Regions from separate parts of the Xenopus laevis genome. Here region 1 is linked to region 2. Evidence: chromatin contacts called from public Hi-C data. All regions are on one chromosome and are shown on one strand. Each heading gives the region's core, a stretch centred on a gene start, on an enhancer-like site or on the middle of the called end of the contact. The rest is flanking DNA. Distances are from core to core; before and after follow the strand shown. Region 1 holds the start of nufip1.S (nuclear FMR1 interacting protein 1 S homeolog). Region 2 overlaps LOC108709791 (TSC22 domain family protein 1).

The links. A called contact is a pair of places that touch in the nucleus more often than the background predicts.
Region 1: a Hi-C map of the XL177 cell line shows a contact between it and region 2, with 4 times the contacts expected there. The contact joins the promoter of nufip1.S here to the enhancer-like site in region 2. A contact is called at or near these places in 2 of 4 Hi-C or Micro-C datasets (the XL177 cell line and the XTC cell line).

The regions. Positions count from the first base shown.
Region 1 is chr2S:125,280,137-125,285,436 of Xenopus_laevis_v10.1, reverse strand. It overlaps nufip1.S (nuclear FMR1 interacting protein 1 S homeolog), which reads left to right and starts at 3,291. Exons shown (of 10, transcript NM_001096952.1): 1 at 3,291-3,536. The coding sequence starts at 3,338. It also overlaps the pseudogene LOC108708987.
Region 2 is chr2S:125,137,469-125,142,437 of Xenopus_laevis_v10.1, reverse strand. The region is part of intron 1 of LOC108709791 (TSC22 domain family protein 1); the gene reads left to right. Among protein-coding and RNA genes, the nearest start is that of LOC108709791, 30 kb to the left of the region's middle. Within about 2 kb of position 2,122, at least 1 of the 7 cell types and tissues checked has an H3K27ac peak or open chromatin away from gene starts, as enhancers often do.

The DNA of each region.
Region 1 (5,300 bases), core at 2,042-4,541, 140 kb before region 2:
ATTGTCACAATTTGCTTCATTTAGTTGATGCCTTTAATGAAACTCAGAGACTCTGCACAGCAGGACCCCCCTCCCAGAATTGCTTTAGAAAAAATAAACTTTAAACTTCAATATTAGAAAAATGGTCACAAATAGAAAGTAATTGAAAGAGGTCTTTATTTCTGGTGAACTATTTGAAAACAACTGAACTGAAAAAAAAGTTTTGGAAGGTGAAGAACCCCTTTAAAAAATCATCTGGGGGAAAAATTGTAATTCAAGTCGCGTGACATTAAGGGGGTTATTTATCAAAATCCGAAATGTTCTCACTATTTTCTGAAAATGACTCCGACCAAATCTGCACAGACTTTCCTCCTCTATTTATCAATAAATTTTCACCAAAAATTCTTGTGCGGGAAAAGACTCAATATAATAGTGAGAAAATCCAAATCGTACAATTTTTTCGGATTTGTCGCCCGAAACCACAAAATCGTTGGATTCTTGAACAAAACCCAGTGCAGATCAGGATATATTAAAAATGTACTTGAATCCTGGAATCAATGCAGCCCCAGACATAATTCCTGTGCATTAAGCATGCCTACTTGGAAATGAGAAATAAAAAATGTGATGGAAGAATTCCACTAGTTACCACCATTGATGAACTAAATATTACAACCCATTGTGGCTGGACAGTATATAAGCAAATGCATAAAAATCCCATAATAAAATTGTTTTTTTGTAAAGCAGCAACTTTGAATCTACCTTTTAGATTTCTATTTAAAACAAAGAGAAAAGAGTTCAGTGATGGTCAGGCAGGAAGGTTCATGTCAGTTAAATTGCTTGACCATATCATGAAAAAGGGCACATGTGGCCCAAAACATGTAGATTTAATAAACATTTGCAATGTTATTCTGCTTGGTAAATGTGCTCTTTTGTAATGGATTCTCATTGCCCATATAACCCCTCCTAAAGGGGAACTATCATGAAAATTTAAAATAAGCTTTACCATACTAAAAGAAGACATTTTTGAACAAAATCGTGTGTTCCGCATGGTTTATAAAACAATATAGTTTGTCTTCCCTATACCCCTGTCAGCATCTGTCTTCATTCTCACTTCATGCACTCATGTCAGATTCTGATTGACAGTTAGGTCAAATAGAGGCTTTGAGGAGTGCTGCTTTTATTAGTTGATGCATTGTAGCTTACCCTTTATAAAGGCACAGGAGGTTAAAATCTCTTAGATGATGGGAAAATGTTAATATCTCCTTCTGATTATATAATGTTCTGATCCCCTGTGTTTCTGTATTTGTGTGATACTGATTATAATAAACAAAAGTTCCCTCCCACCATCTAATTGGGCATTAGGTCCCCCATTCTAGAACATAAAAAAGATGTTGGCATGATGCAAAGCTTGCCTTCATTACAGTGTGCACAAAATGGTGCCTGCCACAATGTGAATTCCAAGACTAAAAGCAACAACACTGAAATAATTTATATAGTGTTATTGAAGTTTATTTTGCTTGACTACCATCATAAAATAAAATCTAGAAATAATTCCTAGGGTGAGTAGTCCTCCTAATACAGATCTCCCTAGCCTCCAAAACCACTACTTATTGCACAAAATGGAAATGATATACTTGAACTAAACAAGGTTCAACACATGTAACAAGTAGCTTCAGTGTATTGATTTAGCATGTTATTTTTAACATACCTTTCTGGAGAATCTGATTGCTTCTTAAACCCTGGTGGAAGAGTTGGCCCAAAAAAAAGTCATCATCTGCTTCTGTGCTGACTATTGGCAGACTTTGTTTGCTGTGAATGATATTATACTCTAATAACAGCTCTGACACCACATTTAAGGAAAAATAGATTTTGAATACACCAGGATATTTATGGCAACAGACAAGGCATCAGATCACCTGCTGGTCACATTTCTAGTTCAGGCAGTTTGTGATTGTGACTGATTGAGACTTTGTGAACATTGGAGACATAGGGAAGCTACCTAGCTCTATCACTATTGTCTATTTTGTAGCCATGACAGTAGATTAGATGCAACTTGTAGCTCTTTGTGTCTTCTCCCAAAAAATTAAGCAAAATAATAACAAAAAACCCAAACTGTTGTTTTAGCTGTAACATTATTCAAGTTAATTTAGATGTAAACTGCTCCTTTAGTAAATGTAAGGTATATGTATTTAAAGTGGCCTTACACAAAGATCTGCTAGTTTGGAAACCTCTGCAAACGAGTCGCTCTTTCTCCCAATGTGCCCACCAAAAGCAGGGCAATATCGGGCTAAGCCCTGGAAAATGTACTACTTGGGGTGTTTTAAGATCAGCTTAGCAAGTATTTTTGTGTTTTTAATATGGAAATTAATGCCATGACCATGGTTTCATTTTTTTTACAGTTAAGACTGACCTGCTTTTATAATATTTGTTTTTGGATGTATTTGAACTTCTTTTGTATGATATGGACTCCTGCTCACTGTCATCTGACAAGTCTGAGCTGCTGCTGTCACACTTGTAGCCAGGTGGCAGCACTGGGCCTGCAACTAAATAACAGGGAAAGTATTAGGAGGAGGTCATGGTTGATACTTTTTAGCGAGACTCCTACAAGGAACAGCTTATTAATAACATGAAATATGGAAGGACGTAACTATTACTAGGTCAATTATCCTGACTATACTGTAAGTGCTTTTCTGTTGCCATAGATATTGTTAACTATGGCAAACAGGGTGAAAAATACTTCATGGGTCATTGTAATGTAATATATCTACATGCTGCCTTTTTCTTATTAAGCTTACTTCCTGCAGTTATTGCTTCTACCACATGATTTGATTTTTAATGCTTTGAAAAATAATTTACTTTAAAAAAAAAAAAACACTTACTTTTAGGATGCTACCAACACCAGAAAATAGCTTTTTTTTACATCAATCTTAACATTGCCTTTGAATGCTATTTATCATTTTGCCATAAAAGTATTTGCCTGATGCTTTTACATTACATTTATTACCCCATGTTCCTCTATGAACACCGTGACGTTGATTCAGTGCGACGCGATTTCCGGCGCGTTCAGATGACAGCGCGCTAATGTTTTGCGGCCGCGGCGGTGGGGGTGCTTGCAATTATGCAATACTTTACATTTGGGTCTTTGGCACTTGACTAGCATCTTAAATAAACATGCACGTGAGGTGTTGCTTCCTCTCTGTATAATCTGTCACTCAGGGCGTCTCAGGGAAATACATTGTTTGGGAGAAGAGGTTGTTTTGCCCTTATCAAATATGGCGCAGTTGTCAGTTTTACACGGAAGTGGGAGAATAGTTGAGTAGGCACGTTTTCTGATGTGTGCGCTGTGCTATCCACTAGTATGGAGAACTTAAATCATTACCCGGCCCCGGGACTCAGACCTCCGATGTTTACAGCTGGGCCTTGCACAGGCCCACCACCAGTTCCATGGTTTCATTGTCCTCCACCTTCCCCTCAGGGGCTGTGGGGTGGAGGATGGAACCAGTGGCGACCCCAGTACAGGCAGCAGCAGCCGTCATACAGTGAGCAGCATGGAGGAGGTGAGTGCTGGCAGGAATGGATTCGAGACCCATTCACCCATACAACACAATATATCGAATGCCTAATGTATTCCTAAATTCGGTAGGGGACTCTGAAAAAGTGCAAGGGTCATTCACAGGCTATATAAGCAGAAACACTGTGCTTGTGGTTACCATATAATTAATTAAATGATAGTTATCTGAAATCCAAATGCTACACTGGCTGAGCTGTATAGGGACACTGCAGGGTGCATCCTATCCAAACAAGTATTCTTATATCCATTCAGCACATATTGATGGATTATGAACTCCGATCATTTGCTAAAAGGCCAATTTAACTAACTATGATAGAAAATATCTGATTTTAAGATGTTAGAGAATGGCTAATTCTAAGCAACTCTTCAATTGGTCTTCATTCCTTCTTTTTTTGTGATTTTTTTTAAAATTATTTTCTAGCTTTCGAATGGGGGTCACTGACCCCATCTAAAAAAACAAATGTTCTGTAAGGCTACATATTTATTGTTATTGCTACTTTTTGTTACTTTATATTCAGACCCTCTCCTATTCATGCTTCAGTCTCTTATTCAAACCGGTGCATTACAACTGGGGTAATTTGGACCCTAGGAACCAGATTGCTGAGATTGATAACTGAAGAGCTGCTGAAAAAAGCTAAATAATGCAAAAACCACAAAAGAATTGTATATTGTCTTAGAATATCACTCTCAATATCATACTAACGGTTAACTCAAAGGTGAACAACCTCTTTAAACAGGCCATGAATGCATAGACAGCAGCTCGGTTTTCATATAGGACATCGTGATCTGGAAAACCTGTAGTACAGTTATGGCAACATTGGCTCTACACACACAGATATTGTTGTATGAACCAAGGGATATGATGGAAATCTTCAAACCTCTCAGATGGCAGAAGAAACTGGATCCACGGTAAATATTCAGGGCTGTATTTTGGTGCTGCGGGCGCCAGACCTCAGCCCTTGATCAGCACTTACACAGAAGAACCTGCTGTACTTTAGATTAAAAAAAAATCAAGATAAAGTTATTGATAAGCTCTGCAGGCTACGGAAAAAGAACAAATAACAGAACCTAGCACAGTATTGTTAACATTCAGTTTAATCAATAGCGTGCTGCAACACAATTCTGTGAGTGTCTTGAACTATAGAAAGTCTTTGCACATCATTTTCTTGTGTGTCCTAAAGTGCTCTAGTGATTTTAACAAAGTGCTATCTCCAAAGTTAAATTAAAATTAATTAATACAAGTTGTTTATTGTGCTTTCTTCAAAAGGTAGAATTATTTAAAGCATGGTTCAAACAATTAAAACATCATATCAGTATCAACTCAAGGGAGTTTCTTTTTATAAATCACACTTCTGAGTGCATATCAAACAACCACTTCTTTAGTATTATGGTGCAGACTGTGGAGGTGAACCTTTGCAATACAAAGAGATGGATTCTGCCGGGGTTTCCCTCTCTTGTGTTCCACCTATGCATCCACTAACGGCTGTGACTGGAAGTGATGTCACACCTAACCTGTTTGTTTGAGGACAGCTTCTTCAGAGATGCACTGTATATATGCTGATTGTTGGGGGTTCAGGTACCCAGCACTGCTGCTGGATTTGGCCGGCGAATATCTAGTGGCAACCCGCGGAGAAATTCTCAGTAGTTTTACCAAAGAGTCAAAAGCTGCCACCCTAGACATGGGCCCTCAAGTGCCTATATGGTACATATGGCCCCTGATTTTAATATCTGTCTAGATTGTTTGCGCAAT
Region 2 (4,969 bases), core at 873-3,372:
TTTCCATTTAAATATTGGAAAATGACTGGTACACATTTCATAGTAATAGTTCTGAGTTCTTGTTGTTCTGTCTTATAACGGTTCCCTTCCTTTAATAACTCCATCAATTGATCGTGTAAAAAGAAATCCTGTTTTCTAATAATGTTTGTACTATTAATACCATTCTGTGGCTTCATCATATTAGTGCTGTGGCACATGAGGGGCTTTGATTGCCACTGCTATTTTCTTGACATTCACTAAAATGGGAAGTGCCACAGGTCTCCCAGCACCCACAGTGGCTGCTCAAAAAAGGGCCACCTGCAACTCTAACTAGAAAATCACATGCAGTCGTGTCATATTGTATTAAATGATATTCAGCTTCCTCTCCGTAAGCTTCACTCCCAGCTGACCATTACTGAAAGTTTTAAACAAGGGACACCATTTAGAAGTTGTGACAATAAAGACAAAACAATGATCCATTAATTGGTGTTTTTTTAATTTACAGAATTTGTTACAGAACATTTTCAACTCAAACCCTTACAACTGTGTACAATACATTGTGCAGCATATCCCAATTAACCCAATTATGTGTAATAATAGTCACCCGCCTCTCCAGCTAATTAATCATCCTTAGATTTTTTTTCTTGGCTTTGCTCATGCGAGTGCTTTATCAACTAATGTTCTGTTTCATGTAAACAACCTTGATCTTTTAGCTAGCTTTCTTCAGCAATTAATACAAAACCTCCAGGAGACCGTTAAAGGCTATCTGTTGATGTCAAATTTTCTTTTCTTTTGTGCTTTATTTAACAGGCTTGATTTATGATGTGGTAGAGGCAAATTGAAATTTAGCTTCGCTTAATTTTGATTAGTGTTTAAAAATCCCCTCCAAATACCCCCTGTTCTGCATCTGAGAATCATTTTAAATTTCCTGCCCAGGACATAATTCCAGTTGACATTAGCCTTAAGAATGTAAAATGCAGCAGGAAAATTTGTGATTTTTACATGTTGCATGTCAAAAGTGATAGCAGTTCTTTAAAATCCATGGGTTGTTTTGTCTTATCAGCACAATTTCAATTTCATGAGACATTCTCCTGGATATGGAAGAATTTTAACAACCTTTGACTCTAGTGTCCATTGGTGAAAGGTAGATTTCATGTCAATGCCAAATATTTGTTGCCCAACAAGCAAGGGATTATAGGGCTATTTTCATCAGCATTGCAGTGGTTTTCTTTTATCTGAAAATGATGCATAAAATTGTGTATTGTATTAAAGTTTTACTTTAGTGCTGGAAAATTATTTTATTTAGTGCTTGTTTTACTTTTACAGGGGAATCTATTTCTCTAGGACTGTATATTTTCTGACAAATAAATGTGCTTTGTGGCACTGATTTTAAATATACCAATGTTCTTATGTATACTATTATCAGACTAGCTGAATTCTCAACTAGTGAGACTAGTTAATCTGTTCACTGTTGCTTTGCTGGCAAATTCACGAAGGGAAAAATTTGCAAAACGCATGGTCATTTGGGCCCCCTACAGCCCTGTGTATGTGCATTGGCATTTTAGGCAGTCTGTCAATTTGCACAAAGGTTATACGTATATTGGCCCAAAAAAGGCACATTTAGAGCCAATTTTTAGATTGTAGGCACAGCGACAGGCTGATACCTGCTGGCAGAGAAAACTATACACATGACATGTCCAGTTTACTGCCCTCCAGCTTTTGTGCTCCCTTTTCCTAGACAAATATATTCAAGCTGTCTTTCAAAACAACAAACTCTGCAGGTAGGCATTTAGTAAAGCCTAACATCATTATTTTAGAAATAGTAGAGAATTTTTAATTCATTTTATTTGTAATGTTTCTTCTTATCATGAGATTAATTGTATTGAAACTTTTTGTATGATAATTCCCCTTTAAGTACCAGTTGGAGGCCAGTAGGTTTAACTTGCCTGATTTATGCAATGCTCCACTTCTTAAATGAAGGGGTTCTTTATCATGAGTCCTGCTTTCTCTAAATCTGTCTGTGAATATTAGACTGTTTAGATGGGAGTAACTCCAGCCAGGAGTGTAATCACACTTGTCATTTAAAAAGGGGCATGAAATGAGATTCCAGTCTCCAGACTAATCCTCTGCAGTAAGCGCACATGTTAATGTATGGACAACTCAGCAGCAAAAGAAAGCTAGAATACTGCTAGGTACTGCTTGTGATCAGCTCTTTGTCTCTGACCTCTTTTCAGTGACTGTTAATTCCTAAACAACTGTTAATTGGCAGCTCATTGGGCAGTGTATGGGGCCCTCCAACGGGCTCCCCTGATCGATATCTGGCCAAAAGTTGGCCAGACGTCAAATGGGCGGGTTTTAAAATTCCATCGGAAAGAGGACCGCATTTGTTTATTGATGTGGCCCTTGATCCAACTTCCCATATTCTCCTGTTTGTAATCCAATAATTGGGCCCTAGGGTCCACAATCCGATCAGCCCAATATCGCCCACCTTAAGATGGATTGCTGTATGTATGGCCAGCTTGCACCTGGAAACAACGAGGAATGTAACCTAGCGCTGATGGGGACAATTTAAAAAACAAAAACAAAAAAAACTACTACTGTTACCCCAACCAGAGTGTGAGCTCTATAAGTCCGCACCTTTGGTTGGAGATAAAATATTTAGCCAACAGGTGCCCTTTAAAGAGGGTCTAAAGTCAAGAATAAAACTTGCTTGAGAGCACTTCTTTTTAAAGATATTACCAATTTTACAATAGCAAATTTACCAAATTTAAACTTTTTTCAGCTTTTTTTAAGATAAACCAGGTTCAACACTTTCAGTCAAAAACGGTCACTTTTATATTGGTGCCAGTTTAACTAAATGTTTAGTCACTCCTAAAAATTGTTTGCTCGTTAGTAGTTTTATGTAGTTTAATTGGCCTGTTTCAGTGACCAGTAATGACATTACACTGGGTTGCCTCTTGTAGTTCTGTGAGTGCTGGTTCCTTCGTGATATAGTTGTGTGGATGTTTTGAACTGCATCCAGACCTGCTGTTTGTATATGTTTGTGTGTATATATGTATATAGTATGGCACTCAATTGGAATACTTGTGAAAACTCTAAATGTATTTGTAAAACAAAATGTGTGTGCAATTATAGGATTTCATACATCCTAACCCCCATAAAAATATATCTGCAGGAGTGGTTAAAAAAAAAAAAAAGAAGAAGCAATTTGGGGTCATTTTAATGATGCTCCTTGCACAGTTTTGAAGACTGAACTCCTCCCTGTGAGTAGACTGTACCTCTAAGCTGGTAAAAGAAGCTTATGGGTTCAGTAATTATTCATGTAGCAGTTTTTTTAGTATGGGGATATATTTACACCCAAAATGGAAAACAATCTTTATTTTATTATACGTTTGTTTTTGCCTGCAGCTCTCTTGTGCAGAGATGCTGTGTCTTCACACATTTTGGTGTATTGTAAACATGAATAGTGCTGTGTATATAAACGCTATATAAAGGATGTTCATACATATAAGGACATAGACTATTGTGTATGTATTATCTTTTTTATATATTTATTTGCTTACATATACATTTGAATGCCAGCTTTACTGTGTCTGCATAACCATTTTTGGCCTGGTGAAGCACAGACAGTGTAGTAAATGTAGTTTTTGATAAATGTATTTTATTCATTCCAGAGTAACATTTTTACAGAATAGCCACTAGATGTCACTATAAAGCATTCAAGCATCTAGCTGACCATGCACTGGTTGCTTGCTGCCACCTTTTGAATAATCCTTAGAATTACATGTCGTCTGTCATGGGGGAATAATGAACTTTTTAGTGAACTGTTAAAACACTGTGCACATAGTGCCTGGAAGGGATAATAGGATCCCTGTACTGCAAGGGAGCAAAACTAACATCATCATAATGATCGTTTGCTCTATAAATTACTTGACTATTTTTACATTGCATTTGGAATACAGTCATGCTACACGTGTGTAACTAAATTCTGGCCATGGTGGCTATATGTAGGACCTCTCAAGAAACCCATAAAACAATAGCAGTCATGGAATTGTAGAATTACTGGCATTCAGGTACTGTCGGTGCCATAGATACAATCGTGTGTGTGAGTGTAAAAAAGACAAGAGAAGAATTTTATGCATTTTAGACCATTTGTTCAAAGAAAAATTTCTCTTTTGTGTAGTCAAAAATCCACCCCCCACCCCCAGGATTTGGTTGGGGGTTCTGACATTTTCTGCCGGATTAAGCCGAATCCAAGTGCCTGGCCAAACCCAATCGGACTCCGTGAGATCACATGACTTACAGGAGGTTAAATCTGTGTGATACACTGTTCTCTTTAGCACTTCCTAACATATGCAATTTAGGGTTTGGATTGGGTTGGGGATTCTGCTTAATTTTCCATGAAGGATTCACCCAAATCCCAAAATAATAGATTTGGTGCTTCCTTCGTTTTTTTCCCCTTGTGATACTGCCATCACATAATGCTTTGTTTTTTCTTACAATGTTTTGCACAGAGCTTTTGTTTGCTTTGTGAGTAGTTTCTGTAAAATACTATTGGTTTATTGCAGTTTTTGCTTCCTGTTTATTATTTCTAGTTCACTGGGACATAAACCTGCTATGAGTTTATCCCCTATCATGTCCAGTGACCACTTTTTATTTCCATATGTTCTTTTAATGTATTCTTTTTGCTGTTGTGATGGCTTTTTTTGCAGTGCACAGTATGTCATTTATACCTTGCTGACCAAGATGCCTGTAGTACCACTGGCAATAGTTTGCAGTTGTTTTTGAGAAGATTAAATTAAGATTAAATTAACTTTTAGTATGATGTAGGGAGTGATATTCTGAGACACTTTGCAATTGGTTTTAATTTTTTATTATTTGTCGTTTATGAGCTATTTAGCTTTTTATTCAGCAGCTTGTTGCTAGGTTGCAAATTACCCTAGAAAAAATGAATTGGTTTGAATAAGATACTGGAATATGAATAGGAGGG